4 separate regions of the Mus musculus genome follow, and regions 2, 3 and 4 are each linked to region 1. Evidence: chromatin contacts called from public HiChIP or PLAC-seq and promoter capture Hi-C data. All regions are on one chromosome and are shown on one strand. The core of a region is the stretch at or near the end of the contact, and the rest is flanking DNA. Distances in the headings are between cores, read along the strand shown.

The links. HiChIP or PLAC-seq counts read pairs in DNA pulled down with a chosen protein or histone mark. Capture Hi-C pulls out chosen DNA fragments and counts their contacts.
Region 2: a promoter capture Hi-C map of adipose tissue shows a contact between it and region 1. The contact joins the promoter of Tmem176b here to the promoter of Gpnmb in region 1. A contact is called at or near these places in 6 of 39 promoter capture datasets (the 3T3-L1 cell line, embryonic stem cells, hematopoietic stem and progenitor cells and 2 more), 5 of 484 Hi-C or Micro-C datasets (B cells, embryonic stem cells, muscle stem cells and 1 more), 2 of 115 datasets of contacts at active chromatin or transcription factors (bone marrow-derived dendritic cells and microglia) and 2 of 9 other capture datasets (adipose tissue and liver).
Region 3: a contact with region 1 is called in an H3K27ac HiChIP or PLAC-seq map of embryonic stem cells, with 4 times the contacts expected there. The contact joins the enhancer-like site here to the promoter of Gpnmb in region 1. A contact is called at or near these places in 5 of 39 promoter capture datasets (the 3T3-L1 cell line, embryonic stem cells, hematopoietic stem and progenitor cells and 2 more), 1 of 15 datasets of contacts at CTCF or cohesin (embryonic stem cells), 6 of 484 Hi-C or Micro-C datasets (B cells, embryonic stem cells, liver and 2 more) and 6 of 115 datasets of contacts at active chromatin or transcription factors (bone marrow-derived dendritic cells, embryonic stem cells and microglia).
Region 4: a contact with region 1 is called in an H3K27ac HiChIP or PLAC-seq map of embryonic stem cells, with 2.1 times the contacts expected there. The contact joins the enhancer-like site here to the promoter of Gpnmb in region 1. A contact is called at or near these places in 3 of 39 promoter capture datasets (embryonic stem cells and pre-B cells), 4 of 484 Hi-C or Micro-C datasets (embryonic stem cells and regulatory T cells), 5 of 115 datasets of contacts at active chromatin or transcription factors (all in embryonic stem cells) and 4 of 9 other capture datasets (adipose tissue, embryonic stem cells, liver and 1 more).

What each region holds. Positions count from the first base shown.
Region 1 is chr6:49,032,033-49,040,013 of GRCm38.p6, forward strand. Gpnmb (glycoprotein (transmembrane) nmb) reads left to right here and starts at 4,486. Exons shown (of 11, transcript NM_053110.4): 1 at 4,486-4,760. The coding sequence starts at 4,691.
Region 2 is chr6:48,836,073-48,844,053 of GRCm38.p6, forward strand. Tmem176b (transmembrane protein 176B) reads right to left here and starts at 5,302. Exons shown (of 7, transcript NM_001164207.1): 1 at 4,924-5,302; 2 at 2,100-2,293; 3 at 155-265. The coding sequence starts at 2,285. It overlaps Tmem176a (transmembrane protein 176A), which reads left to right and starts at 5,411. Exons shown (of 7, transcript NM_025326.4): 1 at 5,411-5,517; 2 at 6,132-6,329; 3 at 6,517-6,627; 4 at 7,713-7,769; 5 at 7,889-7,981. The coding sequence starts at 6,135.
Region 3 is chr6:48,863,336-48,871,316 of GRCm38.p6, forward strand. Gm7932 (predicted gene 7932) reads left to right here. Exons shown (of 3, transcript NM_001358003.1): 3 at 923-2,748. The coding sequence ends at 962. The region is part of intron 1 of Gm44764 (a long non-coding RNA gene); the gene reads right to left. Among named protein-coding and RNA genes, the nearest start is that of Gm7932, 7.0 kb to the left of the region's middle. Within about 2 kb of position 3,141, at least 27 of the 459 cell types and tissues checked have an H3K27ac peak or open chromatin away from gene starts, as enhancers often do. A contact at or near this core is called in embryonic stem cells and stem cell-derived epiblast-like cells, where this site is marked.
Region 4 is chr6:49,169,305-49,177,285 of GRCm38.p6, forward strand. The region is part of intron 2 of Igf2bp3 (insulin-like growth factor 2 mRNA binding protein 3); the gene reads right to left. It also overlaps the pseudogene Gm18010. Among named protein-coding and RNA genes, the nearest start is that of D030074P21Rik, 40 kb to the right of the region's middle. Within about 2 kb of position 4,172, at least 13 of the 459 cell types and tissues checked have an H3K27ac peak or open chromatin away from gene starts, as enhancers often do. A contact at or near this core is called in embryonic stem cells, where this site is marked.

The DNA.
Region 1 (7,981 bases), core at 3,236-5,735:
CATCAAGCCCCAGGCCGGCCGCAGCTTCTCGAGACCCTGACTCTGGAGAACAGTCTCTCTTCAGCTTGTACAGCTCCTCCAGCCTGGCTGCTCTCTTTCATTTTCTTAGCCAATTCAATGCATGATTTGAGAGCCAGCTCATCCTTTGTCTAGAAATACATCTGACTTTCTTCCAGTTTCTCAAAGTCCTATCATCTATCTACGTGCGTTCATTTAAATCCACAATGAAGATGGTTAGGACTGGCTTAACAATCATCTAGCAGGGAGCTGTGTGGGGAAAGGGTGTCAATAAAAGAAGGGAGACCTTGTCCTCCTCCCATACCTAATCTCCATGGCAACAGTCCTGTCACCTGAGTATGCTGGTCACATGCCTGGAATCTAGGCAATTGGCAGGCTAAAGCAAAAAGTCTGGGAGCTTCAGGTCAGCCTAGGCTACCTGAAGGAAACCCTGTCAAGGAAAGAAGGAATGAAGGGAGAGAAATCGTGTTCTCAGAAAAGGACACAGGTTCCTGATAGTCCAGCAGGTAAAGGTGCTTGCCACCAAACCTGCCAACCTGTCAGTCCCTGGAACTTACAAGGTAGAAGGAAAGAACCAACCACTACACAGGCACTGTGACATGTGGACAAACACACACATGCATGCACACATGCACACTCAATGCACACACACACAAACACACATGCATACATACACACATGTGCATGCACTCACACACACACACCATATAAGTAAAATATTATAATGAGCAGACAAGCCAGCAGTGGAGGGAACCTCGTGAAAGGACATGTCTACCCGTGAGTTCTTTTTCTCCTTTTTTGAAGATCCTTTTTTGAAGGAAAATTATGTTCGGACAGAGTAGGCCCAAAGCTCAATGAACCTTAGAAACAAGGGCTTTAATTACTCATTCATGCAGAGAGCCACTGAGCAGGAGAAAGCAGAGAACTGGGCACAGCAGATGTCTCTTAGTCATTTGCTAGAGCTTAAATCTGAAAATTGTGACTCTGCTCATGACACATGCAAAAGCCCACACTAGGGCCCTGCAGTCACAGTCACGAGGGCTGCCTCTCTCTTGGAGCTGAGCCCCTTACCTAGAGTTTATTCTTACCTTCCTACTCTGCCACAAGTCAAAGCTTTGTTTCAATGAGCCTGCCACGTTTGGGGGTATTGTCCAAAATATCCCCATTGCCCACCTTCAGGATTTTTTTCCAAGCCAGAGGGCTGGGTAACTGTGGTGCAGGCTAATGGTCCCCAGAGATATTTAACCCACAGGATCTACAAGTCTGTGACACAGCAAATACCTAAAGACGGGAATGAAGGTTGCATCAAAACTGATCTTTTGACAGGAAATGGTTCTGGAACATCCAGGTGGACCCCATGAAATGACAAGGGACCTGTAAGTCACACGGGATAGGGGATGGGGCGGGGGAATCAATGACAGAAGACTGAAATGTGAGAAAGACCCCACTGTCATTGATGGAGCCAGAGAGGGAAGGAGGTCGCAAGCCAGGAAGTGTAAGAAGCTAGAGACTAGGGAAGAGTCGGAGAAGTGGGCCCCTCACTAGAGCATGCTGACACTTGGTTTCTGCCCAGTTGAGACTCCTTTCAGACTTCTGGCTGCCAGGGCAGCGAGTTAATAAATTTTCATTGTTTTAAATCTCAGAGTTCTGGCAATTTATTAAAGAAAACTAAAGAGTGGCTATCTAAGTAAGTTACAGATCTGTGGGCTAAAGAGATGGCTCAGCAGTTAGGAGTGCTTACCACCTGGTGGCTCACAAGCATCTATAACCACCCAAGGGATCTGACACCCTCTTCTGGCCTCCAGACACATGTGTGTTGTACAGACATACAAGTGGGCAAAACACTACACATAGAAATAATTGTAAGGGCTAATGGACTAGATCTTAACTGGGTTTTGTGATCTCATTTTAAAACCCCACTCTGGACTGAGTAATTTCTAAAATCGGAAAGAAAAATGTTAACTGAGGAAGCGCTTGGGATGACCCTGAAGTGCAGAGTACTCGCCCAGCTCGTAGAGCCCCAGGTTAGCTCCCCAGCACCATATAGGTGTGGTAGCACACACCTGCTATCCCAGCTTTTAGGAGGTGTAGCCAAGAGGATCAGAAGTTCAAAATCATCTTCAGCTGTCCAGTAAGTTACAGGCCACACCCCAGACCCAGCAGTGACTCCCGGGTGTGGTTTCGGCCCCCTTGGGTGGCTGCTTCAGTCTCCACATCCCAGGCACAGCTTCCAAAGGCAAACAGTGGCCACCTGAAGGAGAGTCAATACGAGGTGCTGAAGGGCTGGTAGGGATGTTTCTCTAACAGTGCCTGCTGCCTGCCTCCCTCGTCAGAGGTCTAAGCAGAGCAGATGTAATTCCTGATAATCCACATGCTTCCTTCAGTGAATTATTCCAAAATTTTTACAAGATGATGTTTCTTTGATAAAATAAGGTATGAATATACCTCCTCAATGTCCTGGATCCTGGATATGTTGGCAATTTCTGATTGTCAAAAGCAGATTATCCTATGTATAGCTCTTTGGAATCATAAACTTCCTTTTAAAATGTTCCAGGTATGAGCGATTTACCTTCGTGAATGTTCGTGTACCACAAGTCTGATGCCTAAGGAAGTCAGAAAAAGGTGTCAGGTCCCTTGAACTGGAGTTACAAATGGCTGTAAGTCATCGTGATGGTGCTGGGGATTGAACCTAGGCCCTCTGCAAGATGAAGTGGAGGGAGAGGAGGAGAAGGAAAAATGGGGAAGAGAAGGAAGAAGAAGGAAGAGGAGGAGGGTGAGATGAGGAGAAAGATGTGGAGGAGAGAAGAAAAGGAAGAAGGGGAAGAAGAGGAGGAAGAGGAAGAAGAAGAGGAGATGATAGTGATGATGGTGATGATGGTGATGAAGATGATGATGAAGAAGATGATGTTCCCATTTCTTGTTCATTTCTGCCTAGTGGCTACCAACTCTGATGATGGGGCAAGGAAGGCACAAAGTAAAAGATAATTTAATTGTTGCAACTTCCTAAACAAAGACTTATTGAAGAAGAGCTTAATATCCAATTTACTTAAAGACAAAGATCACTTATCTAACCAAAAATGCAAACCAGAACTGTATCTGCGACCAAGGGTGCTAACACCTCAGGTGTTACCAGGAGGTTTGCCCAAAGTTGAAAACTTGTTTCAGTTTTTACATTTGCTTGGGGGTTGGGGATAAGGGCACATGCCACGGCTCTTGTGTGAAGATCAGAGGACAACTTGCAAAAGTTAGTTTCTTCTTCCCACCACACAGGTTCCAGGGATTAAACTCAGATCTTCAAGCTTGGTAGGTTAATGTCTTCACCTACTGAACAAGCGTACCAGCACAAAAGCTCGCTTTTCTGATTTTTTTACTTTTGTTTTGTTTTTGAGTCAGGGACTCACTCTGTAGCCTTAGCTTCCCTGGAACTTGCTAAGTAGGACCAGGCTGGGCTTGAACTTAGAGACATCCAGATGCCTCTGCCTCTCTAGTGCTGGGACTGAAGGAGTTCACCGACATGTTTGTTTATTTTACTTATGAGTACATGGTAGCTGTCTTCAGACACACCAGAAGAGGGTGTTCATTTTTAATTGAAAGGTTACATGTGTGTAAACAAGCAGACAGAGCTCTGTATATGATTTATGTTACACAAAAGCAGTTCTTTCCCTTTCTCCTCTGCATTGGAGACTTTTGCTTCTTTGTGGTTGCGTCCACTTCTGCTCCACGTGGTTTTCCCCCACAGGAGCTCTGGTCCCTGAATTACAATGGACTGTAAGTCACTGTGTGCCACAACCAAGACTTCTCCTGCCCAGAAAACAGTCTTAGGGATGTGTCCTGACAGTGAGAGGGTCACAGGGCCAAGTTTCCACAGTCTACAACCAGAAACAGCTTAATCACATGACATTTATGTTCCAGAGACGGGTGATTTCACACCTAATGCTTGCTCTTTGGCAATACAAGTGTGCTTCCCACAAGTCGCCTGAAGTTACTTGGAGCAGCTATCTTAGAGAAGTTACCAAAAATGATGCAGTTCGTTCTGGGCATTCTGCAGAGCCAGGTCGATATGCCAGAAACTTTAGCTTTGGGGTACATTTCTCCTCTGCTTGAAGCCCGTGGGCTGTCCCGAACTTGCAATTTCTGACATAGCATGCAATGTTTGTATGCATGCATGCACAGCACAGTGGCATTGACTGAAATGATACCTTGGATCTGTCTGTTCTGGGGGAAGAGAACGCGGGCTGTCCAGATTCTGGAAAGATGTTTCAGTGTGAGTACCGAAGTGACACAAAAGAGAAACCACAAAGTCCACCAACGACCAGGTTTCGTTTGGTAAAGAATGTCAGAACAGGATGTTAGAAAGCTCCCTTTAAGCTAGGAAAGATGGAGGGGGAGGGAGAGAAAGGGGGGAGGAGCAAATGTGGCATCACAAAATGAAAACACCGTGCATCCGAAGTCAATAAATAGATGCCAGGGGCAAGTGACTCATGAGCACGAGTTGTTAAGCGATGGAATTTGGGAGATCAAGCCACACTGCTTAAAACATCACATGATCTCCCTCTGGCCCCGTATTTCATAAAACAGAGCGGATCGCAGGAGGCCGACACTGTGACTCCTGGTGGATGGGACTGGGGAGTCAGAGTCAAGCCCTGACTGGTTGCAGGCGCTCGGAGTCAGCATGGAAAGTCTCTGCGGGGTCCTGGGATTTCTGCTGCTGGCTGCAGGACTGCCTCTCCAGGCTGCCAAGCGTGAGTCCCGTCCTCTCTGGGCGCTTACACTCGTTGACCCAAATGATGGGCCAGGCCCTTTGACTGGAGTTTGGGGGTCCGCAGACAGGGTCTGTTCCAAATGCTGGGAGTGTGTTCTTTGCTTAGGACTCACGGAGAGCAAAAGCCACGAGGCCCCTGGAAGCTTTTTCCACTCTGGCCAGATTGAGGCTGGAAGGGGAGGACAGCCTGTACCCCAGAATAAAGCAAGTCTCCCAAATCACCCTTATCTGCTTCCTGCTCACAGGGCGGAGCTCTTAAATGAGGCTCTGGCTAACTTTGCGGAACTCCCCCATCCCACCGCATCCTCTGCTCGCTGCAGGGCCAACTGCTGCTTCAGTGCAGATACTGAGGACTCTATGCAGATACTGAGGGGCTCCACCCTGGGCGGATTCTATGGCAGGGGCCCTACTAACAAAGCTTCCTAGTGAGTGGCAGAGGCATCTTTCAGTGTTGGACATACTGGTCTAGCATCCTTGTCCTGACCAGGGTGTAGCTGTCCTGTTCTTAGCGGAGCTAGTGAGCAGGGGAAAGAGAAGGCCCCTCACTTCCAGGGGCCGGAGACCAGCCCGGTCCAGAACCTTGCCTTACCCCGAATGTGGCCGCCTGGCTGGTTGCCAGGCAGTTCCAAAGGAGAGGAGTATCTCGTCACCCCCTGCCTTCTCTTGTGCAAGGCAGGTCCTCGGGTAGGTTGTCCTGGCTGGGGTGGATCCCAGGCCAGGCAGAGTGGAACCGCTGTGGTCCCTGCACCCAAGAATTGCCAGGCAAAAGGGCAAGCAGCCCAGCCCCATCACAGCCGCGCCCCGAACCAGGGATCCTCAAAGCCAGTGATGCCCCAGACTTGGGGCGTCCTGCCTGAGACTCCACCTCTGAGTTTGGATTTTAAACCCAGAGATGGCAGGCAGCGGGTTGACAAACGGAACGGCCCATCTTGTGTCTAGGTGTGGTGCCTTCACAGAGAGAGGGGACTCTGACCTTGGAATTATCCAGTTTCCCCAGATGAGAAACCGGGCCACAGGCCACAGAGAGGGCCAGGAATTCGCTCAGGTCACACAGAGAGCAGGCAGTAGGGAAGCATGCCACCTCTCCCTGGCAGTTCTTCCTGCCAGGGTTTGGGATAGGACAGACTTGAATATGTGCCAACTGCTAGGCTGGGCCATGAGTGAGTTAGCTTCAATAAATTTCCTTTTCCTCGTTTACAAAAGTGGGCTATAGAGTCTTGGGAGATCAGCTAGCAAGGGCACGTGGCCAGAACACACATTCAATGGCATTTTTAAGGACAGAGCTACACACCTCTGTTCCCCCTATCCCACCCTACCCCACTCCATACCTCCTGCCAACAAGTTATAATAACCTAGAGGAATAAGAATAGGAAAAGCCAGCAAAGACCTTTCACCCACAGTTTGAGGGTCGGTAAAACAGTAGCCAAAGCCAGGATAAATGGTTCATGTCTTTAATCCCAACACTCAGGAAGCAGAGGTAGGTAGATCTCTGTGAGTCTGGGGTCATCCTAGTCTACATAGTGAGTTCTAGGACAGTTTGAGCTACATAGTGAGACCCTGACTTGAAAAAAAAAAAAAAAAAAACCAACCAACTACCCCCCCCCCCAAGGAAAAACAAAACAAAAACCCAACCAGTAGCCAGAACTTGAAGGGTATGGACTTTTAATAGAAGTCTCAAAGCCCCAGGCATTCTTGGGCTCATCTTATACTGTACTAAATATTCCAGACACAATGAGCAAGCCCTGTAGGGGTTAGCAATCCATAGGAGGCAGGTAGTGAGCAGCCCGAACATGAGGAGTTGGGGTGAAGAGAAGGTAACCAACTCAGGGTTACCTCCACTCTGCCCCCGCGCCCCATTTTCCCGTTATAGTTTGCTTATTATCGGGCTTGTCTGGTTGTAAGTTGAACTTCCATGTGTTAGGCTAACGGTGTACTCATGTGAAATTGAAAGGAATAATTCAGGCAGATTCCAATACAACCTTTACCCATGCCCTTTTATAGCCAAATACCCTCCTCTACCCAGCTCCAATCCCTGGCCACTAGGAGTCTGTCCATGTAAATATCTTAGCATTTCCAGAATGCCACACAAGGGAACTTAGTCGTATGAACTTTAGACATCGGCTTGGGTTTCTCCTCAGTGTGAGTCCCTGGAGATCTATTGACATTGCTGTACCAAATAGGTTGTTCCTTGTTCTTTCTGAGTAGTCGCCCATGGTCATAAAGTACCACTTTAACCGCTCACCCACCAAAGGACAGAGAGCTATTCCAGCTCAAGATGCTACGACTCCTCATGTCCATTTCCCTCGGATTCGTACTAAAAAGTACAATTTGGACAAGTTATATATAATGCTTACGCTACGTCGAGTCTTTGTAGAATTTAGCAGGGTGGCTGTGCCTTCTCAGGTTCCTGCCAGAAGTGTGTGGTGGCCCAATTGGTGGTAGTGGCTCCATAGGTCTGCAGGGGGGTTCGTCAACAATCCTCTAGTATTCAGTGTCCATACATTCTCTGAAGTGTTCTCTCATATCTGTTCCCATTTTCAAATTAGAATTGCTTTTTAATATTGGTGGAAGTTTGGTCTTCTCCACTCTCCTTTACTTCTTTCTACTGGATGTCACAGGGCAGAAGTTTCTTACTTGAGTAAAATTTCATACATCATTGTTTTTCTTTTATGGATTATACTTTTGGTGTTCATCTAAGAAGTTTTGCCTCATCCTAAATCCTTATGTTTTCATCTCTGTTTGCTGCTCTTTTAAAAAATGTATCTTTTCTTTATTGGGTTAATTTTTTTTTTTTTTTTTGAGACAGGGTTTCTCTGTTTTTAAATCTTTAAAAAGTCGTATTTTATTGTAATGGTGGTGCCTGCAGAGGTCACAAGAGGGCGCCAGATCTCCTGGAGCGGGAGCGTTTGTGAGCCCCGGACATGGCTGCTAAAATTCAAACTAGAGTACTGTGCCACTGAGTCATCTTTCCAGCTCCTCTGTTGAACGAATTTGTGTCTCGTGTGAACTCTGCCAGGGCAGACTGAACGGGTCAGCTCTTGGCTTCCCTGTCCATCCATCCCTGTCCCCGCCGCCCCACGCTGCCCCCCCCTACCCCCCCGTTTTTCTCTTTGACTTCTGAACTTTAGGAACAGAGGAGAAATCGGGTGCGATTTTGTCGCTGTTGTTTTTCGTTTTCTGGTAGTGCTGAAGTTCAAACCC
Region 2 (7,981 bases), core at 4,052-6,551, 200 kb before region 1:
TTCCAAAGGCAAGCAGCATACAAGCCGACACTTGTCACTGTGGCCTGCCCTTTCTAACCTTGCCCAGGGGAAAAAAAAGTGCTTCAGAAGGGTTCTCTCCAGCCCCCAGGCAACCACTTAGCTCCACTTAGCTCCTTGCTAGTTTCTTACTCACCACAGACCCCGACCAGAAAGCACAGCCAAAGGCGCACAGCTCAGTCCAAGGCCCGAAGTAGAGACATACTCCAAGAGCACAGCTCACAAGCCCCAGCAATATCTGGGTCACCTGCAAGACAGGAGGGGAAAAAAATCAACCCCCTTCACATCCCAGGGATAACTGCACAGCTCCAACCCAGGGGCTGGGCTTAGCTTTCCCTCTGCTTTGGCCTCCTCACAGCTCTGACTCTGGAAGGATCTGTCCTAACAGCTGCTGAGTCGCACTGGTCTGCGTTGCTCTCCACCTATCTGCCTTTCTTTACCTTTCCCTAATGTCATCGATTTCTGCCAGTTCTTACCGTTCCCATCTCCTTCTCCCTCCAGAATATCATCCTGTTAAGTTCAGCACCTCCTTCAGCATCCAATCCCAACCTAACTCCTCATATCCAAACACAATGGCAAGGGCTCTGTGTAGACAGGACATAGTGCTGAGGGGTGGGGGGCTGGGGGGTGAACATGCAGAGACATACATGAGCCCTTGGATTCCATCTAGATAAGCCTTGATGAGGTTATCCGTGCCTGTAAACCCAGCATTGGGGAAGAGGAGGTGGGGAACTCAGAAGTCCAAGGCCGTCCTTGATACATGGCTAATTTGAGGCCAGCATAGCCTATTTAAGGTCTTATGTGATGGGGAAAAAAGATGTGCCAGAGAGACCCCTTTTAGAAAAAGGTGTGGCTGCAGATAACCTACCATGAGGGACATGCCTCAGTCTTTCAAGCTTAAGGCAGGCTCTTTAAGGAATCGTCCAGTCAGTGATTAAGCAAGGTGGCACTTAAAGCCATTTCCTTGAACCATGGTGTTTCCCAACAGGCTATCCTACCATGTGATGCTCCCCACTGCTCAAGCCCATCCCGATCTTCTCATCTCAACGGTGGTGCAGCCCCAATAAACCACAGACAGCCCTAACTATGATGAGTATTCTCCTAGGAAGCCCAATTGTCACTGACACCTGTGCCCCATCTGCATGTCCTTCCGGCACCTCGGGTTCATCCATTAGATTGTACCAAACCCTACACCCCAAGGATAGCCTCTGCCTTCCAGGGCTCTCACCATCTCTAAAACTTTTGCATGTTTCTGGCCTTATTTCTTCCTTACACCCTAAACCCATCCCATCCCAAGTTGCGGGGAGGGCACTCAAAAATCTAGATTCCTGTTTCCCCTCATTGCATCTGCTCTGACACACAAGCACCGAGCCTGGATCTTCCTACCTGGGTTCCTCCTGGCTTTGAGGCAACCTGAGCCCAGTTTGTGCTCAAAACTCATGCACAGAAGCTGGTTCCGAGCTCCTCCCCCTGTCACTCACGGTTTCTGGCAAAATCAGCAGTGAGCCTCTTTCCCTCTGGTCTTTACTTTCACAGCACCAGCACTGGCATCAGCTGCGGCTGCCCTGTTCCTGGCACTCCTTTACCTTGGTGTTCTTTCCTTTCCGCATCCTGTTGCTCCCTGGCTAAGCCTGTTCCCATTAGCTCAGAGTCTTGCTCACACCCCGGATCCTCAGGTGAGATGTCCCGTGTTTATGTCACTGGATCTACTTTTAACTCTAGTCATGCTGAGAACTTCCAGGCTCAGGGGTCCTCTCCGCCTCTCCTTGAAGGGTTTGGTTAGTGTTGTCTTGCATCTGCAGCCTTTGGCCCCCATGAACTAACTCAGGGGAAGACCTGATCTCACAGCCCTGAAACTCTTCTCCTGTCACCCACTCTCTGTCGGACACAGCCCTCTCTGCGCCAAAGAGAGATAGTTATGTCTTTCCATCCGAATCCCTGCAGAGAAAATCCCAAATCCTTGCCCCAAATGCAAGGGGAGCCATGAGCTTGTGTGCTTCCCTGAGGATTCAGAACACATTCCTCTGCATCCTATCCAAGATGGGAGTCTCCACCCTCTGTGCCACCTCAGGAACTCTCACCCCTAGAGACAGCTGCCCATAGTGGATTCTGGCCTGAGGCCAGGAGAGAAACTTCTTCAGGGAGCCCACAGCTCCCAGCAGCTGCTCCAAAGCAGATTTTTGGTGGATGTGGATGCTGATGTGAGCGGACTGGGGATGTGTGGAGGCCACTTTGACTCCATTCACAGTCACTGTGCTCTGGACCATCTTTCCTGCTGGGGAAAGCAACAGAGACAGATGAAGTGCACAGTTAGGGAAGGTAAAGTGGAGTAAGGAGTGGCCAGGGGCTCAGGGTGAAGAGGATCTTCCGAGCAGTGCAGATACCTTGTCACAGTGGCCCTGATTGAAGATCCAAACCACTTGTAGAGCCTTTCACCAGGCACAGCCCTGGGCCCCCTCCCCAAAGGATTAATGGGATGCTATCGTTTGAATGTTCGGTGCTCCTAGGTGGTGCTCCCCACAGGCTCACACAGCTTGCTTGACTGCAGGTGCTTTTGGTGGGGGTGGATTGTGGAGACTTAGGAAGTGGGGACTGGCTGGAAGATGTAAGTCAATACGGTATGCCTTTGAAGAGCATCTACCCCCCATAGTCATTCCTCCCTCCTCTCTCTCCCCTCTTCCCTCTGTCTTTCTTTCCTTACCACCTTGAGGCAAGCAGCCTCTAGGACACAGTCCCTCTTCCTTTGTGTTTGCCTTGCCTGCGGCCCAGAGCAATGGCCTTATCTCAGCTCAAAACATCAAAAACAGCAATCCATGCCAACAAACCTATAAATCAACCCTCCTTCAAGTTGCTTTATTCACAGTAACATAAGGCTGCCTAACATAGCTTGGCTTGGTCTCACTCAGTGGGACGAAAAGGAACCTGAGTTTACACACACACACAGAGACACACAAAACACCAGTCTATCCAAAGCTTCCATTTGTATGACTGCATAGTACCCCTATGTGTGTGTGTGTGTCATAATATTGAAAGAGTATCCTATTGACAGGCACGCAGGTTATTTCCAACCCCTTTGTATGACAACCAGGGTGGAAAGAATAATGCATTTTAGTGGCTGTTGTCAGTGACACCCCCCCCCCCGCCCCCAGCAGATGTGGTAGCAATGACCACATAGGCGTTTCATCCAAGAATGGAGCGGCTTTCCCCCAACCTCCATGGAGTGTGCCAGCTACTTCTGCTTTCTTACCTAAGAGATATCACATTCTATTGTAGGTTTTCATTTAATGCAAACACTTGCTCCATTTTCAATGCTTATCTTGAAGTCTGACAAATGTCTATCTTCATCCAAACACAGCTACAATCAAGGCATAGGAATGTGTGTATTGTAAAAAGTTCCCTCCATGTGTGGTGGCACACACCTTTAAACACAACACCCTGGAGGCAGAGGCAGGTAGATTTCTGTGAGTTGGAGGATAGCCTGGACTACATAGCAAGTTCTGGGTCAGCCAGGTATACACAATGAGATCCTGTCTGAAAAATAAAAATAACGATTCCCCAGGACTCTCCCCACATAAAGCCTCTTCCCTGGCTCTCCAGCTTGGTTCTCTCACCGTTTCAGTGGCTGGCTGGCTATTTGTTTTGAAAGGCATTTTTTAGTTTATGCTTTTGTGAGTTCCTCCTCCTCACATGTCCTGATTTTTTTCATAGAAGTTCTTTTATATCTGAAAATTACGACCGGCAATATGCACCCCTAGTCACACACCCACATGAACAGGCATGTTTAAATTACAAACATGCAGTAATTTTAAAAAAGATGTTGATCTTTGGACTGTATATCATAATTTGGTAGATACAGAGGCAAGGACCTATGGTGCTGGTCCAGGTATTAATTTCTGAAAAACAGTTTCTACTGTGGTCTGTGGTATATATTACTTTTCTCCCACTGAATAAAACCACTGTTCCGAGTTTCCATAGGGCCTCAGGCAGGCCCATGAGGTCTTCATATTCTGCCTGATTACTTCCTCAGCGTGGCCTCCATTCTAATCAGCACAGAGCTTAACACAGCTTCCCACTGTCTCCTGTTATGGGCTTATAACAACCATTTAGCCCCTCTGATGGCTTGCCTCTGTCCAAAAGAAGTTCTGCCCAGTGGCTCTCCTGGGCAGTCTGGTTAAGCATCAGTTCTGACTGGATATTGACGGCCACTCCAGTCACTTCCCTTTGCATCCCTTCATGTTCTCCCCCACGCCACGGAGCACCTTCCACTCACCCGTGCACCTCAGAGCCGAAAGCACAGGAGTCTGACAACTTTTCAGGAGGGACGAAGAGAAACACAAATGAAGGCCTCAGGTTCACACCTTCCCTTGAGGTTCCAGGAATAAAGTCTCAGTTGTCTGGGTGCTGGCCCCCTCTAGACCCCCAGTGCTATCCCTGCCCTGGCCACCCAGAATCCCTCTGCTTCCTCTGCAGAGCAGGAACTAAAGCCCTAGGCACCAAGAAGCCTCTCACCACTTCTGGCACCGCTCCAGATAGTGGCTCTCTGATATCCCTCCTCCCAGTGTTCAGAAACAAAGAAAAAGAACACCCCGTGTCCCCACAGCTGTCCCACCTCTGCGTGGTCTCAAAGGCCCTGCTCTTAGAACGCAGGCGTGAGGCACTGATAACTATGGAAGGTAAAGCCAGACTCTGACCTCCCCAGCCTCAGCCCTGTTTCCAGAGTCACATCCTCTGTCCAACACATCCCTCCCTCCCCAGAGTCCTACAGGAAAGCAGAGATAGAAGGAAGGAGAAGCATCCTGAGCCAAGATGGAGCTTGAGGAGTAGACTTGGAGACTCTTCCAGAGAAGAAGGAACCCTATGCTTCAAAAGGGGGCTACCAAGGGGCCGTGAAGGGTCCTGTCTCACCTGCTGTCCTCTGCGATGGGTGGGGCTGGAACTGAGAGGTCTGGGAGGAGCTGGCTTAAAGCTGACCCCAGAGAGAGGAGAGCAAGAAGGGGGTGGAGGGATGGGGCCTGACATGGAGTCTCTCAGTTTGCCAGCAAGTAGCTGACAGGAAAGGGCCCCACTTGAGGGGGGTCCATCAGGAGTAGATGATCAGGCCTGCTGGAGCAGGGATACAGGTGACACAGATACACTCATACACCCAAGGTGGCACAGGCCAGCACCTGCTCAGAAAGCTCTATCCCTGACTGGGAGAGAGAGCACTGTGCAATCAAAGGATTCCACAGGAACAATCAGTGCCAACCCCAGCTCTTACCTCGCCCACCTTCTCCAGCTCTCCAGTGCCCAGTGAGGAGCTGCCTGCTGGAAAACCCCTAAAGGGGCCCTCAGTCCCAGCTGCCTGCCAGGAAGTGTTGAGGTCTGCCCATTCCCCCTCCCCTTCTGGCTCCCACCCAGGTTCTTCCTCCTGCCAGGGCTGAAGTTCTCAACTACTGCCAGCGCCTCTGTGTGAGCTCTGGCCTTCCCTGCTGCACACTTCCCCGGTCCCAGAGGAATCAGGTAAGACAGCCCACCATCACTTTAGCATAGCTCGTTTCCCAGTCCATCCAGATCCATCCAGTCTGACGCCCTGCGAGCTTGCTAGGGGAGTGGACACACTGGGGTGTGCCTCCAGGGACAGGTATGGCCTCCATCTCTACCACTCAATTCTGTGGGGACAGGGTCAGTCAGTGCTTGTCGTTCATCCAAGGAGATGGTGGCGTCTGGGTGAGGTGGTCCCTGGGACCCTGGTAGGGAAGAGATAATTGCAACAGAAGCTTATGGGGCAGTTAGAGGGGGACACTGTTTAAGGGGCTTGGCCTCTGACCTGGATTCAGAAAATGCTGGGGAGAAGAGATCCAATCAGAGGTTGGGTGAAGAGATAGGTTGTGTGCGTTCTGCTTGATCCAAACATCAGGCTCCTGAAGACCATGGCAGTGGGGCACAAAGCAAATGTGGGGTGAAGCGGGTACTCCAGCATCAGGCTTCCCTGACAGACAACCCTCCAAAAGAGCTGAAGATACAGCTCCACAGCCAGGGGCAGCCATTCTGTGTCTCTGTTAGCCCCCAACTCCAAGCCGCCTCTGAAACATCTGCCAAATATTTCTTCCTGCTTTTCCTTTTCTCCCTCACAGACGATGTCCACAGACATGGAGACTGCAGTCGTCGGCAAGGTGGACCCTGAGGCTCCACAACCCACCCACATTGATGTGCACATCCACCAGGAGTCTGCTCTGGCCAAACTTCTGCTGGCCGGATGCTCATTGCTAAGGATTCCAGCATCCGCTTCCACCCAGAGCCAGGGCAGCAGCAGAGTGCTGGTGGCCTCCTGGGTGAGAGTAGCTACGTGCTTGATGGGCCCAGGGAGGGACCCTCATTTGGGCCATATTTTCCTCTGGCCTCCTCTATACATCTGTCCTCCTAAGACATTGAGTTGATTTTGTCTGTGTGTACAGACAGTTGCAGCTAACAGGTAGCCCTGCTGCTGGAGAGCTGTGTTTCAAGTCCTCTCTCTTCCAGGTGGTGCAGACTGTGCTGGGGGCTCTGAGTGTGGTTCTGGGTGGAACCCTCTACATAGGCCATTATTTAGCCATGTATTCCGAAGGCGCCCCCTTCTGGACTGGGATCGTGGTGAGTGTGGCATCATGAAGGTCCAGGGCTGTCTGAGAGCACAGGGATGGCGGTCCCTTTGCTTCCCTTCCACCACCACCATTGATGTGGCACCCCAGAGTATGTAGCCAAACAAGACCTGAATTAAGTAAGCCAGTCTGGTGCTTGTGTACATGACAAATGATGAAATGGTCGCCTGTGCAGCTGCAGGTCAGCTTTGTCTCTTGTCCCATGCTTCTCCCAGCAGGCTGACAGAAGCTCCTTGCCATCAGTAGTCATCAACAGTTAAGGCTCTCAGGGCTTATCTACCTCTAATGCCTGCCTCAAGACAGGGAAAGCGGAGTGCATCAGGCAGGAAGCATTGTCTTCTGGCTCTCTTACTTCCTTATGCTCATCCTATGGGGATCCAGGGATGAATTTTGTCAGAAGAGTGCTATTGTATTTAACGACAGCTGGTTAGGTTGAGCTGGTTATGTCATAGGTACAAAGGACTTTCTGATAGACCCACACTTTCAGAACAGCAAAACATATGTATTGAGAGGAGAGATTAAAGTAACCATGCTAATCCATCCAATGGCAGGATTATATGGACTGGTTATAGAATAATCAAATAGGATCAGGACCCATCTGCCCACCGAACTGCGTCAGACTCCCCGTTCTTCTATCCTAGTTAGATGGACCCAACGGCTGCTAAGACAAGTGTCTGGACCCAAGGCTGCCTAAAGTCACATTCTGCATCCCCAGCTTTTCCAACAGTATGGGACTCTGACCTACAAGATCTCTGGTCCCTGGAACGTTCTTGAAGAATTTAGTGTGACTTTAAAAGAAGGTGGTTGGGATGGATAGGAAGGTTCCCACCTGACTCAACCGTGTACACTTAGGTGTCAATAAAACAGTGCCCTACAGCCTCACAACTGTGCTCCAAGCTCATTGTCCCACACAGTTACTCCACCATAGACAACAGAACATAGCAGAACATCTGAGATGCAGAGGAAATGCTCTAGGCCATGTGGCTGGCACTACAGATGGCAAACACAGAGGAAATGAGGCGGGGGATTAACAGACACTTGTCCTATACTGATTCTTTTGGTTCAATCACTCCTTAGGCTATGCTGGCTGGAGCTGTTGCCTTCCTTCACAAGAAACGGGGTGGTACCTGCTGGGTAAGTTTAGGACCAGGCAGGACCCAGGCTCTGCCTCAAGGCTATGCTAGACCTCCTGCCCCATCACACACAGGCTGGCTAAAACTGAATCTTTGAGGTCTCTCTTCTGCTCTACCTAGGCCCTGATGAGGACCCTTCTTGTGCTGGCAAGTTTCTGCACCGCTGTGGCTGCCATCGTTATTGGGTCTCGTGAGTTGAATTTTTACTGGTAT
Region 3 (7,981 bases), core at 1,891-4,390, 170 kb before region 1:
TGGGAACTCAAAAAAAAAAAAAAAAAAAAAACAAAACAAAAAAAAAAAAAAAAAAACTCAAGGTCTTGGGAGGTTTCTTAATTTTTCTTTAAGCAAACAGCCCAGTTACTGTCTTTTCAAAGACTTCAACTCCACCTTCAGAAAAGGTAGCCTTACCACTGAGGGTAGGATTTGCTGCTTTACCTAACTCCTATTGTCCATTTGCAGAAGTTCTGAGATCCGCCCCCCCCCCCCCCAGACTTCCCAAGGGTGAGGCTGACAGAAGGAAGCTGCTTTTGACTACATTCCAAGTGATCATCACAAAGTTCAGTGTGGGAGCGGGCATGATGGCACACTTCTGTAATCCTAGGCTCTGGGATGCAGAGTCAGGGGAATTACCAGGAGTCTGAGGCCAGCCTGGTCAACAAAGCAGGTTCCAGGCCAGGAAGGACGGTATTGCCAGACTCTGTCCACAAAACCTAAGACACACAAAAAAGACGCTGATCGCGTGCGCACACACACACACACACACACACACACACACACACACACACACACACATTTGTCCTTTTATCCTTTTGTACACATTTCAGAGCCAGGTACAAATATCTATGATCACCTGAAACAAAATATCTCCTACATATTGTTAACCAGATTTCCATACTTGTCTCGGTTCTTTTTAATGTTTTCTTTAAGGTAAGATTAACACACAATGTTAAATGTGCACATCTTGTGTATGGTGTATTCCTAATCTAGTTACTAAAGTGAATTGGTACATTTTGTCTCCCGACTTCATAATGTATCTATTCTAAGAATACATTGGGCCTGCTGGATCAGTAGTGTATCAGCAGGGCCAGCTCCTGGAGACTCCTGCAGCCACACTGACCCCTTGATTCTATAGTTCCCTGGCCTCCTGTACTTCTGACGTCTGCTCTCTTTTTAGAAGGATAACCCAGGCTGCTCTCTACGTCGCAAGAGCTTGAGGACCAGCCCAGCTGCAAAGCATCTGTCATGTCATGTTCTGTGAACTCAGATGCCATCCTGAGAGTCACCATTCATCCCAGCTCCAGCATCATTTAATGAACTTTTACAAATGTTTCCATTGGGTACCCCAAGTTCCCCTGAGGATGCAGAGTGCTTCATCACCTGTGGGGAGCACTCTCAGACCCCTTGGCAGTAAGTCACTTCTCCTACTCTACCCACCAGAGACAAACACTTGTGTCTTCACTTCCTGCTGAAAATGAATTAATAGCCCTTCAACTTTTGGCTCTGGCTTCTCCTACTTAGCAAAGCATCACTGGGATTTGTCCACACTATGTCAGTATCATCTTTTTTAAATTGCTGAGTAGTATTCAAGCTAGACAAGCCTTAGTCAACTTATCCTGCCCCCTCCTGTTGATGGCATTATGATCTTTGTTGCTGACATTGTTTATCCCTTGGCTTGTAATATCCTCCTTGTCATTGACCTGTGGACCCCACACAAAATCACACCCATAAGCCTTCCAAGACGCAGTGCGAAGGCTGGGGCTTTGAAAAACACTTTGTAATCCACTGCCACACCTCAGCTCAGGGGACTGCTCCCTCCTCCCTACTTGTTCATACTTTGACCTTTGTCCTTGACTGTTTTATGATCCTCACTTGTTTATAGATTTGACTCCTATTACTGCAGCCCACACCGCAGAGGGCAGGCACCAGGGGGTTTCACTCTGCCTTATACCTGGAGCTGCCTGGAGCAGGAGGGGCACAGGCTTGGCAAGCTGAAACCAATCCTACCTTTTCCACCATTAACATAATGATCCTCATGGGTTGTGAATAAAATGTCCCCACAAAGCTCTTGGCATGGAGCAAGTTTCTGAAACAGGGGGATAAAACTTACTTGTGGAAGACACAGAGGAGCCTGTGATAAAGTTAGTCACATGCCATGAAGCCTGGGTTTCTTTTCATTCTTATAGTACAGAAAGATTTGCTTTGTTTCAAAAACAGACATGACCTGGAGAGCCAGATAAGCAGGGAGTTCCACTTCCCATTTACCTTACTTTGCTTTTTATTGCTGTGATAAACACCAGGGCCCAAAGCAAGTAGGGCCTGAGAGGGTTTGCTTTGCCCTATGCTTTACAGCCATCATCAGAAGACAAGACAGGAACTCAAGTGGGGCAGGAACCTGGGGAGTTGAAGAAGAGGCCATGGAGGAATTCTGCTTACTCGCTTGCTTTCTGTGGTACATTCAACTTGACCTTTTATACAACCCATGATCACCTGCCCAGGAGTGGGTCCACCCCTATCAATTATTGATTAGAAAATTCCCCACAAGCTCTCCTAAGGGCCAGTGAAAAGACTAGTCAACTGAGGGTCTCTCTTCCCAGATGACTGTAGTGTGTGTCAAGCTGACACAATGTTCCAGGCTAACTGGCACAACTGCTCTCTTGACAGATTGACACAGGGACACATCATTGTTAAACTGCAACTTTTACTTTCTTGGATATTACCAGTATTTCATGGTAACACCTCGGTATAAAACATATCATAATCTTAAAAGTCCCATAGTCTTTTACATTTTAAAAGTCCATGTTCCTGCCTGGCAAGATGACTCAGGGGTTAAGAGCACTGACTGCTCTTCCAGAGGTTCTGAGTTCGATTCCCAGCAACCACATAGTGGTTTACAACCATCTGTAATGGGATCCAATGCCCTCTTCTGGTGTGTCTGAAGACAGCAACGGTATACTCACATATGTAAAATAAATAAATAAATCTTTAAATTCCTGCTCCCCTGCAAATAAAAGTCCATGTTCTCTCTTTTAAAATCCAATGTCTCTTAACTGCCACGCACACTGGGAAATGCCACACACTCCGGTCAAGTCTGCTTGACAGGCTGAAAGGTCTGCAAGCACTCAACGAGGAAAAGAGTTTCACAGAAACTCACCTCCTGGAGCTTTAGCGTTCTCATTTACTCATATACTCATACTCTATTCCCGAGTTAGTCTGGTATATGGAACTACAAGCTCTCTTTTAATATTTTATTTTAAATGCCTTTTAAGATTAAATTCTGTTATAGTTAAGTCTCCCCAAGATTCCAAGTTCCCAGAAGCCTAGCTTAGAATCCTGTAAGAATGCAGTAAGGAAGTAACCTATTCAGTAACTAATTAGGCATTACAAAAGACGGAGCCAGTAGCTCAGAACTGGTCTGCAAAATATTTACTAGGACAGCAGCAAATCTCACCCAAACAAGGGAATATCATAAAAGAGCCAGGGAATCCCACTGAGATAGAAACCTTCAGTACAGGCTGCATTACATATTAGAAGCAAGCTGGTGTATTCTCCTGACAAGTGGAGATTTTCCAGATACTTAAAAGTTACACTCATGTGGGAGTTTGGCAAGGCCTAGAAAATAGGGGGGTTGTGATGTTGCATTATTCATGAGGTCTGCAAAGAGCAGAACCCCCTGGTGCTAGCCTTCACAAGGATCAAAGGCATAGCACTAGAGTGTGAAATCCTTGCCTGTCACTAAGCTGACCCTAGGCAGGACTGCTTTATCTTTACTGTAAACATCTCCCTGGTTCCTGTAAATCCTTTTGAAGTCATTCCTTTGTTTTGTTCAGGTAACTTCAATGTACTTTGCCTGCTACCCTTTGTATTTTCTGTACTATATAAGATTGATGTTCACTTTGTGAGAATACATTCAGATTCTACACAATCTCACAAAGTGAACATCAATCTTATATAGTACAGAAAATACAAAGGGTAGCAGGTCTGTCTGTCACCTGCCGACGCCTTGTCCACCTGCCCCAGAGACTCATTCCATGCAGACAAAGGGACCCAGAGGGTCTGCGGCACTTAACTATGGATTCCTATAAAATTTAAAATAAGTAATACACGTTCTTAGTCCAAGAGGGAAGAATCAGGACACAGTTTCAATCAGATCAAACCAAAACCCAACCCCAATGGTGGATTTAGCTCAGTGTGCAACACCTAGGAATCATGCATGATCCTTTGAACTCCCAAGAGCTTGGGCAGTGCCACCTGTACAGCTCTGCCATGCGCATGCAACTTGTCTTGTATGCTCCAGAGGACTCACTCCACGCTGCCACTGTCTTTGGTGGGCATCCCGTAGCCTTATCATGTCCACACCCCACAGCCAATATGCTGGGGTCTCCATGGCAACTGAGGTCCCATTCTCACCAAAGGCAGTTTTCTTTTCAGGGACTGCATCCCTGCTACATACTGTCAGGCTCCTCTCCTTCATGACCCCTTCAACCGCAGGGTCTTCACAACAATTGAGGCTGCACTTTCACATATGGCCTCTCCTGGCATCTTACATTTTAAGTCTCAGCTGCTCTCCAGGACTCCTCCAATCCTTCGGGTTTCAGTACTGTGTGGGAGATGCTTAGACATTACCAAGTTTGGCTGCAAGCTTGAGATGCCATCTTAGCACCCTCTGAACCACAGCCTCTATGTGCCAACCCTATGGAAATCCTCCCTAGATTTCCCCTCAATGATGCTGATCTCTTATCAACCACAGAACTGTAGGCTCTCCAGCCTTTGGGATTCAAAACAGCAGCAACCCACCTCAGACTAAGCACTATGCTGATCCTCTCTCTAGTCCTAAACCCTTGAGCCTCACTATCAGCATCCCTGGCTCTTCAGTTGGTCTGACAGGGAGCTTCTTAACCCCTAAGTACATAAGCCAAGCCCCCTAATAAGTCTCTCCCCAGACCCCTCTGTCTCTGTCAAACCCTAACTGATACAGATTTGGGGAACAAGACTGGTTCTAGAGGAATACAAACTCAAGGAAACACAAACTTAATTGGTTCTTTAACCTCAGTAAACCTAAAAGTGTTGAGGACTTCACTTCTAATGCAAATGCTACCAAAAGTCCATGATGCATTTGCAAATAAATGCAAAATAAATGTCCTGGGTTCTCCTGATCTGTCTCTTATAGGATGAGAGAAAGTTGGTGACTCAACTTATGATGTTTGTGAACACTGGAAGGGAACTAAGAGTTATAGCAACACTGGCTGCTCTCAGCATCTCAGGACAAAGGAAGGAAGGATGGAAAAGAAGGACCATGAAGATTTGGATTCTGCCTCCAGCTACACGTAAACACCCTGGAAGTCTCTAGGTGTGCCTTGAGCTGAATCTTCCTTGTCATTACAAGCTGAAACTGCTGAAATCAAGTGCTTGTCCATTGTATAGTTGCTGAGTTACAGTGAACACTGAATGTGCAACCTCTGGGGGACATCTACTGTGCTGGCAAGATTATTGGTTGGGAAAAAAATGGAATTTTGCAAGTTTGGATGGGGCTTTGTGGAAGAATCTGAAGGAAGCTAGAGATGTAGTTTCTGAATTCTGATGTCCTGCTTATGAATTGAAGTGTTTTCTTTATCCCTACCTGCCCTCATACCCATGATGTGAGAAGTGAGTAGTGATCTCACATAGTGTGACCAGCCTTTCCACTTAGCTCTAGGGACCTAGGCCTGCATTGCCGTGTATACCATAACGGCCTCCCCAGGGCAGCTGCCATGTAAGATGATGCTGAGTCTCTCCAGGACCCAGACTCACCACTTCACTTTGCTTCTAGACCTATAAGCTGAAGTCCAAAAGCCTCTGAAAGTGAGGCACAAAGTCTGACTCATGAGGAGATGTATTCTGGTCCAAAGAACTTCCTGAGTTTTGTAATTTATACAAATATAAATTCAGGGAATAGACCCGTTGACTTAAATGCACGGGATACTTGTGGAAGAAACATAAATGTGGGTCTGGATAAACTTATTGATATACTTCCCCAAACAGAGAGTGTGTATTTAACAGTGTAGCTCAGGGAGTTAGGAATGAGGCAAACACCTTGACTGGTTGGCTAATATGTGGACCAAAAGGTGGCCCTTTGGGAGCAGGTTAGAAAGGTCTGATCTCCTTGAGCTAGCATAGAAAGGATTCAAAGGTATGGAGAGATTGCATTTCCATCATAGGGTAATCATTAAGTCTCTTCCAACATACTGGGAGGGTCCAGAAGATATGTGTTTGACTGATACCTTGAACAATAGGTTTGTGAACAGAGCCATAGCCCCTTGCAAAGCAATGTGAGCAGTCGTCTCTATTGACTAGACCTTACTGTAAGAACCGCTGCCTCACAGTTGGAAATGAAATGAGAATAACTTGGCCTGAAGATGATAGGGACCAAGTAGTGACACTTCAAAATATGGCTACCAAAGTAGACATCAAAGGCAAGGCAACAATCAGAGCATGCTGGGTTGGAGAGACCTCCGACCCTGAGCTGAATATTCTCTTCCTAAAAGCAAAATAGATAAGATGGCTACTGGGTTCCTGCTTGATCTGGACAAGCAGGAAACTTTCATGCCAGTTGAAAGCAGTGTATCTTAAATCATAGACACAGGATCAGTGGCACTCAATCAATCTCAGAACACTGAGAAGACAGAGAAGCTAAGTTCCCTTTAGGATGACCCACACACTAGGCATTTATACTGCTGATATCTCTCCTAGGCTTTGTCAAAGGGAGCCGTGTGGTTTTGCTACCCAGTATAACTGTGCATTGGGGTGGAGACAAAGAAATAATCAGACTCCTAGGAGAGTACAGTTCTGAACCAACACTGATTTCATAAGACCTGAAACATCCTAGAGCTCCCCAGCCAGAGTAGACTTTATGAAGGTCATGTGATCCATGAAGTTTCAGCTGAGCTCTGACTCACAGTGGGGGAGGTAAATCCATCCTGTAGTTACATCTCCAGTGATAAGATGAATAACTGGCACAGACTTTGTTAGTAATTAGCAGAATCCCCATACTGGTTGTCTGAAGAAGGGAAAGTACGGAGGATGGGCTGCTGAGGGGAAGGCCAGAGAGTTTGCAGCAGCCTCTGCATGGGAGCTGCATTCTTGACAGGGTTGTAGAGATCAGTGTCACGATCAAGGACTTAAGAACACATACGTACCACATCTCCATACTGTTCTCTATTGACTCTTACAAAGGCAGACCAGTGGATTCTGGTGTCTAGCTGTGGTAAGCTTAAGTAAGTGGCAATCACAATTGCAGCTGCTCTGCCAGATGTGGTTTCATAGCCTGAGCAGATAAACACATCCCTTGGCATTTGCTTATGCAGCTACAGATCTGGCAAGGGCCCTTTCCACTCACTCTCCCTGTCCATAAGACCCACTAGAAGCAGTTTAATTTCAGTTGACGAAGCTAAATAAAGCTTCATTGTTCAGCCCTGGGGATATAGCATCTCTCTAGCCTGAAGTCACAGTTTAGTCCACAGGGATTTGATTGCCTCTGCTTCCATGAGACGTTACTGATTTGATATATCGATGGTGTGAAGCTGACTGGGTCTGGTGAGCATGAAATGGCATCTATCCTGGGCTCATTAGAAAAGTACTTGTGTGTCTCATAAACCTGACTCAAATAGATAGCTTCTGCCTCATTGAAAATCTTCAGAGTCCAGTGGTATGGACTGTGGCAAGGGCAAGATAGCCTTCTGAAGGTGAAGGGCAAGTTGCTCCAGCTCTCCAATCTCCTGCAACCAAGAAAGAGGTAACTTGGTATCCTCTGCAGGTTGGCATGTGAGTGAAGCCTAATCACTAGTCTCCTGGGTAAACCTTGTCCCTGAACAGGGTTTAACCATCGAGGAGGTTTGGGTCACATGCTGTAAGCCAAGTGTGGTCTGTTGCTTCACGCTGATTCCCCATCCTGCTTCAGAAAAAGCCTTCAAATCACTGTCATGGTGGTGCCCCATCCTGCATAAAAGGCGTCATGAAAGGCCTGTGCAGCCCGGCATCATCCTGTCTGAGGAAACCAACCTTTCCTTGTGTACCCACCAATCACATCTTTTCACCCAATAGGTCTCCTCCCTCCCCACTAGTCTATCTTGGTTTTAATTTCTGATGAGCTAAAACCTTGGTGAGATAGAAGGGGTCCTTACAGTAGCTTCCCTGCTTCCTGGTCTGTAGGAGGCTTGGAGGTCTTTGTGTTCACAGAGAAACACTGGGGGTGGGGGTG
Region 4 (7,981 bases), core at 2,922-5,421, 140 kb after region 1:
AGGCAGAGGTAGGCGGGTCTCTGAATGATTAGAAAGATGACAGATGGATGGATGGATGGATGGATGGATGGATATGGATAGACAGACAGACTAATGGTGATGGCAATGATGATGAACGTAATTCAATTGTTTAACTCACAAAAATCAGAACCACAGTGAACTTCCCTTTCCCCACCAAATAGCCTATAATTTTGAAGTGTTAGGGCCTATGACGTTTGGTGTAGATTCTAGTGAGTTATTATCTCTTTCCTCTCCCACGGAATAGAATTAACGCCATTGCTGCTCCCTAGTCAGACACCAAAGGAACATAAACTCAAATCAGAGACTTCCTGTTCATAATCTACACAGAGCAGATGGGAGCTGCACTCAAGTTTTTTTTTTTATGAAACAGTAAAATTGCAAATCATCAGGGAGAACAGACAATAAATAAATAAATAAATAAATAAATAAATAAATAAATAAAAGTCAGGTATTCTATCAGTTCAGAAAAAGAAAAATCTGAGCACCATCTAATTATAACATACAGAGGAAATGATACTTTGTTAAAAAATAACTCCTGTGAATTAGGCATGTAGTCCCAGCACTCAGGAGGCTAAGACAGGGAGATTGGAAACCCAAGGCTTTCTTGGGCTACAAACCAAAAGATCATCATCGTCATCGTCCTCATTACCACCACCATCATCATCACCACAACAACAACAATTCAGGACCATACTTTGTTTTGTGTTGTTTTGTTTTTCAAGAAAGAGTTTCTCTGCCGGGCGTGGTGGCACACACCTTTAATCCCAGCACTTGGGAAGCAGAGGCTGCGGATTTCTGAGTTCGAGGCCAGCCTGGTCTACAGAGTGAGTTCCAGGACAGCCAGAGCTATACAGAGAAACACTGTCTCGAAAAACCTAAATAAATAAATAAAAAAGAAAGGGTTTCTCTGTATAGCTCTGACTGTCCTAGAACTTGCTCTATAGACCAGGTTGGCTTGGTAACAGAGATCCACCTGCCTCTGCCTCCTGAGTGCTCTGGGATTAAAGGCATGCACCATCGTCACCTGACATCAGGCTCATACTGATTTCGCTTTTTTGTGAAAGAGTAAAGATACCTGAGGGCTAGGAGACAGGTCTGTGAGTAAAGCGCTTGCCTCACAAGCATGAAGGCCTGGATTTCAAATTCCTAGAACCCATGAAAAGCCAGGCACAGCAGCTCATGTTAGAAACCCAGTGTTCCTATGACCAGGCAGGAAACTCTCCATACACTGTGGTTCAGCCAGTCTGGTTTAGGCAGCAGAGAACAGCAGAGACAGTCTCTAACAAGATGAAGGGCAGGACAAACACCTAAAGCTGTCCTCTGACCCCATGTGCACACCCGAAGTCACACAAATGAACACAGCGGAGTGTGTGCACATGCACACTCACACACAGATGCATCCTAACAAGGTTTCTAATATATGTTTTGGATCTGCTCTATATTGCTTCGTTCACACTGTAAATATTTACCCTGGGTAAGTAAGGAGATGAAGAACTTTGCTGTACATATGCAGATGTGAACCTGCTTCACTCAAGCATCTGCAGGCTTGGAAGCAGAAGCTGAGTCTCTGCCCGCTCTGGACTCACTCATCCCTAAAGTCAATGTGTAAATGTGCATATACGCAGATTACAAAAACAAATATCCAAAAAATTCTGTAGGGCACCATCTTTGAGAAACAGCCGCTGGGCAGTGGTGGTGCACGCCTTTAATCCCAGCACTTGGGAGGCAGAGGCAGGCGGATTTCTGAGTTCGAGGCCAGCCTGGTCTACAGAGTGAGTTCCAGGACAGCCAAGGCTACACAGAGAAACCCTGACTCAAAAAAAAAAAAAAAGAAAGAAACAGCCATGTTTCCCAAGGGTGTTTTAAAATGCACAGAACTCTCCTCTACTAATTCAAAGTTCCTCTGGAATAATCATTTCCTAAATACTGTTCAGTTTACAGCTTCTGATTCCTTCAAACTTCATCTTATGTGAACTGGCACTGTGGCCAGAGTTGTTTTTGACTCTGAGAAGGGTTCTCCCAATTACCAGTGATTAATCTCAGTGTTACCTTTGCCCCACACTCTTACCACACAGGAGACAGATGCTTCAACATGAAAACTTAACCAAAGGTGCCAAGAGTACTCAGGCAGCAGAGTAGCGCCATCCATGCCAAGCGAGCACTTGAGAAAGGCACTGACACTGCTCATCACATGCTCACACGTCAGTGCCTCTGGACGTCTCCAGCCCAGCTACTACATTACGTTACATCTAGGTTGGTTCTAAATGCTTAAGAGCCAAGAAAGAGAATACTGACATTTATAGATGGCTTCTATGAAATGACTATTCAAAATCATTGTGGTTTGTGGCAAGCATGGTGATACACGACTATAATCCAAGCACTCTAGAGGGCAGACGCTTAAGGTCAGCCTTAGCTACATGCAGAATTGGAAGCCAGGGAGAAACTTGCACTTATACATGCATGTATGCAATAGTTCAATTCAAATATCAGTCAAATAAAGTAGTGTTTCATTTTCTCTGACATTATATAATCACATATATAAAATATGGGATAACAGGGTTATCTTGGGAGTATAGAGCAGTGCTTGGCCCCAGGTAAGTACACAACAGAGCTAATCTCCTATGTGTTATTGTAATTTAATAGAAGGGAAAGAAAAGCCAATGTGCCTGTAACCCCACGCAGGAGAAAAAAGCAGGAGGTATAGAAAGTCTGAGGCCAGCCTGGGCTACACACAGAGCACATGCCAGGCCAGCCTGGGCTATGTATTTCACTAACTGGAACTCCAGAACAGAAAAAACAAAAAACAAAAAAAAAACACTTGAGTAACAGAAACTGGCCTTTTCTAATGAGCTTCTTATGTGGAAGGGAAACAGTTGTCACACTTAGTGCAAAATGAAAACTACACAATCTCCAATTATTTAAGTACACAAATTTCCAAAAAAAATACTAAAAAACAACTTCAACACAATCTATTTATAAATTTAAGAGATTTCTCCCCTGAGGGGAAAATGGGTTTTAAAAACACTTCTTTGTATGTTGCTGTGGCAGAGGCATGACTCTGTACTGCAGGCCAATGCCCAGCATGTGCAAGGCCCTGCTCCCATTCCTTATGTTCATATGTTGAAATGTCTGTCATGGAAATTCAGTAAGTGACGTATTTTTTTAAAAAAACAAGTTTTATCATAGGCCGAGGAGACTCAGAAATCCTAAACAGAATCTTCGAGATCTTAGTTAAATGAGTGACTTTATGTAAATTTTCAAATGACACCAAGGAATCTTGGTGTCTCCTAGGTAGTTGGCTGTGTCAAGATAAAGCCAAGATAAAAATAAATGTCAAAGATATGAAGTATCTCCGGTGGACGATGAACGCAAATGTCCTAACCCTGTCCATTCTATGAGAAGTGCACGGAAGCCGCTGCTGACGCTCTGGGTGATCAGTGGTGAGAACCACAAACAAGGGTTTCCCATGAATAAGCTGCCTTGCTTGAGCCATGGCAGTTGGCCTGCTATGGAGTAAGGGACATGCTTGTTACAGAGCAAGGAGAGCTGGGGAGAGGTGCAAGTCTGTGCAGGGATGCATCGTGGATGCCAATCTGAGTGCTCTCAGCTTAGTTATTGTTAGGGGAGGGGAGAGGTTGAAGGAGAGGGGGGGAGGGGGAGAGATGGATGAAGAGGGAGAGAGAAAGAAGTAGGGAAGGAGGAAGTGGGGGGAGGAGAGGGATAAGGACAGGGAGAAAATGCAAGAAGGATATTCCTGACTGACAGGTACTACTATGACTCAGTGGTTGGGGCCCAGAAAGCTAGCAGAATCCAAAAGCTTTCAATCTCTCTAAAGATGATGCTGTCCATCAAAATGCTGTGAGAAACCTCTTAAGCAAAAAAAGGGGGAGGGGGTGGGGGTGGGGAGCAGGGAGAAGCCCAGAACCAAAGCTCCCAAGATTCAGCACCGTGTTGATGCCCTGTTCCCGGCAACATAAACGCAGAAGACAACATACCACTCTGAAGAACAACACACACACACACACACACACACACACACACACACACAAAACAAAAACAAAAACAAGGAGAAGGCTGCAGAGCATGCTCTACTTTTAGCCAAGAGCATGAAGCAAGCCAAAGAAAACGCCAAGAGCACATTGTCAGGATGTAGCAACCACCCTTGCTGAGAGCTTCTACTTGTAAGTCCAGTCAAAATGAACTCTAAACAGAGAGCTGGAGAGATGGCTCAGCGGTTAAGAGCACGGGCTGCTCTTCCAGAGACCCTGAGTTCAATTCCCAGCAACCACATGGTGGCTCACAACCATCTGTACTGGGATCCGATGCCCCTGCTGGCATTCGGGCTTACATGCAGATAGAGCACTCATACATAAAGAGTGACAAGCAAATAAGCAAATAATCAGACCTTGAATCTCAAAATCAAAACAAAAAACCCAAAACAATGGCCACTGAAATAGAAAAACTAGTAAGATGGCCTCCACAATCCCTCCCCAGCCTCAGCCTCCCTGATCAAGTTTGATCTGGATCGTGTGGAGTCTACACCTAACCCCGCCCAGGCAGATCAGGCTGAAACAGTGTAAAGGGCTCTAGGAGATGGAGCCTTATTCACCGTAGCCATGACTTCAGAATACCCCAAGACTGACTACCTAAGACCCCCATTAGTACATATCTACTCCCTGCTTATTCTCAGTTGCTCATGGCTCTCTCACCTCCTCTTGGTTTGTTCATACCAGGGTCTTAATAACACGGCTTACATTTTCCTGGCAGAGTGCCAAGTCATAAATCCTATCTGATTCTAGATTTTGCCTACGGCTTATGAACCACCTCAATAACCTTTCACTAAATTGAATATGATATACAAGATAGCACAAAACACATAAACTCCATAAAATACCCAGAAACAACTCAAATGTGTAGTAGAGCCCTCCTAGATCCCCCAGCACTTGGAAGATGGGGGTTCTGAACCAGTCTACACCACAAGACCTTGTCTCAACTCCCACCCACGAAAGACAACTGAGGCTCCCCTCACAAGTCCTCGCACTCTTCCTCCCTGAGTGTAAGTATCAGCTTTAAACTGTTATCAGTCTCATGATTTATTTATAAATACATGTATCTCCTTTAAAAACAGTGTCAGGCTGGGTGTGATGGACTACAGCTCTTGTCCCAGCACTCAGGACACAGAACCAGTTCAGAGACAGTCTGATCTACATAGTAAATTCTAGGTCAGCCAGAGCTACGTAGAGAGACCCTGTCCCAAAAAACCAAAAGAAAGAAAGAAAGAAAGAAAGAGAGAGAGAGAGAGAAAGAGAGAGAGAGAGAGAGAAAGAGAGAGAGAGAGAGAGAGAGAGAGAGAGAGAGAGGGAGGAAGGAAGGATAGATGGATGGATTATTTTATAAAGCCTGTTGAATCTTGCTTGCAATCTCAGCTGAGGAAGAAGGTTCAGCCCAAGTTCAAGGTCAGTCTAGTCAAGTTAGAGTGAGTTCCAGGTCCACCAGGACTACAGAGTGAGACCCTGCCTCAAAACCTTCTTGGGGGTGGGGTGGAGGGAAGGAAAAACAAAAACAAAAAACAAGCCAACAAAAGGAGACTTTAAACAGCTGAATGCAGTGGCACAGGCCTGTAATTGTCACACCCAAGAGAGAAAGCAGGACATGGAGAGTTCAAAGTCAGCCTGGACTATAAGAGACTCACTCATAAACCTGCCTACCCAACCTCCCTTCTCAGACTCTCTTTCCAGAACATTTTAGAGAAAATGCTGTTATCAAAAATGAGTAGAACTCAGTCTGGCTGGATGACTTGGTGGGTAAAGGCAGCTGCTGTCAAGGACTGGGTCCCTTATGGTAGGAGGAGAGAACAGACTGTCACAGAACGTCCTCTGACCTTCACAAGCCCTCCATGGCACACTCATGTGCACACACACTAAACAAATATAATAAAGATGTTCCAAATTAATAGTAGTCAACACTAAGTACCTAACTAGTCCTCAAGGTTTCCTGATTATAAAAAACCACCAAGTGTCCATTCACCACGTGCTATACACACACACACACACACACACACACACACACACACACCCCGTGCATTCCCTGGCTCACCTCTGCTCTCGTAATTTCAAATCCCTCTCCAGTTTCCCCGTGCCTAGACTTTTCTGTCCCATATAAAATGTCAGACCCCAGGGTTTGATAATGTTTTTACTGTTGCTTATGAAGGAGGAGGAGGAGGAAAAGGAGGAGGAAAAGGAGTGGGGCAAGGGGGAGGAGGGGGGAGGAGGAGGAGGGAGAGGAGGAGGAGGGAGAGGAGGAGGAGGAAGAGGAGGAGGGCTCCCTAGGAGTAGCTCAGTATTGGCTTTTTGTTTGTGATGAAATCTGTATACAAGTAAGATCTACCTCTGAAACGGGTTCTTGCTCAGCAGCCCAGGCTGACCCTTGCTCAGCAGCCCAGGCTGACCTGAAAGTCACATACACACTCTCTTTTCTTTTTCTTTTTAGTTTTTTGAACAAGGTCTCAGGTCCTGGCTGTCCTGGCACTTGCTATGTAGACCAGGCTAGCCTCAAGCTCACTGAGATCCTCCTACCTCTGCCTCCTGAGTGCCTCACTTAAAGGCACATGCTATTATTATCACCAAACTCAGCATTCTTTTTTAAAAAAGAGATTATTCTGCAGTTTTAATGGACAAGAAATGGAGGGGACACATGACAGATGCCTGTGCCTGTCCAATCTCTCAGGTAGGAGGAGCTGGGAGGCGTGCGTAGAATCTCCATAGACTCCCATTTTCTTACAATAAATGCAGGAACTGCCTGCCTAACTCACTTTCCTCTCTTGGCTCACTCAATCCTGCCTTCTTGAAATCACCTCAGACACGCCTCTGCCTCTGCCTCCGCCTTCAGGAGGCCAGGAGTGCCTCTTCCCCTTTCAGAATGAGCTGTGCACTGCTGGATTCTAAAGAAACCAAATGTTTTCAGCACTGTTACAACGTCAGATGCAAGCATTTTGTGTATTATTTCATTTCATTAATGCTTTCTGATACTTAATTTGTCCCACATTTGGCCTCTTCCTGTTGGTTCCTACAACTTTTGGATAAAGTTCCATTTTGAGAGCAGTTTTGTTTTCTGGTTTTGGTGGGGTAGATTGCTAACCAAACCCTGTATCCCTTGCTTCAGTTACAGAATTTCAAGAACTACAAGTGTGTTTGCAGCCTACATGAGACCCTGTTCTCCTTTGGTCATTAGCAGTGCAGAGTCTACAATCTGATCACTAAAGTGGTTAATCTTCCTGGATTTATCCCAGCTGAGATAGGGGGGCGGGGGAGGGAGGGAATATACAGAAATATCTTGTAGCCATACTGTTAATTTCTAATTCAAATTTTATATTTGCATAAAATCTTGATACTTACATCTAGGGATAAGGTTGATATTAGGTATAAAAATATAAGCACAGAGAAAAATGACCCTCATTTAGCCCTCACAATCAGTATTTTATAAGTTAGGAGACAAAGGCAGAGGTTGTCTCATTTTAAATACATAGAGCACATGTGTAGCAGGGTCAAGGACCACCTCTGGGCATTCTGAAGTCAACCATTGGCTTAAGCCCAGTAACTACATCCCAATAATAACAATATGTGGGCAAGTTAGACATTTCAAGTGCCTTGAGTCCAAAAAGCCATATGGTTCAAGATCAGGACTTGTATGAGCAGTGACATGATGCCACAGGAGGCCATTCTCACATCTGACTCCATGTGCGAAGCTATTGTCACAATGCAGTGACTGTCAACGTGTGGAGACCTAAAATCACCTATGAGTCAAAAAAAATCTCACACAGGGTCACATTTTGTGAGGGTTTTGCTTTTAGGTTAACTGAAATGGAAAGACCCACCATAAATGTGGGAGCCCCTCCCAGTGGTAGTCAGAAAAGCACATCTGTCCTCTACTCCCAAGTGCAAGCCTGCCCACGGCAGACACG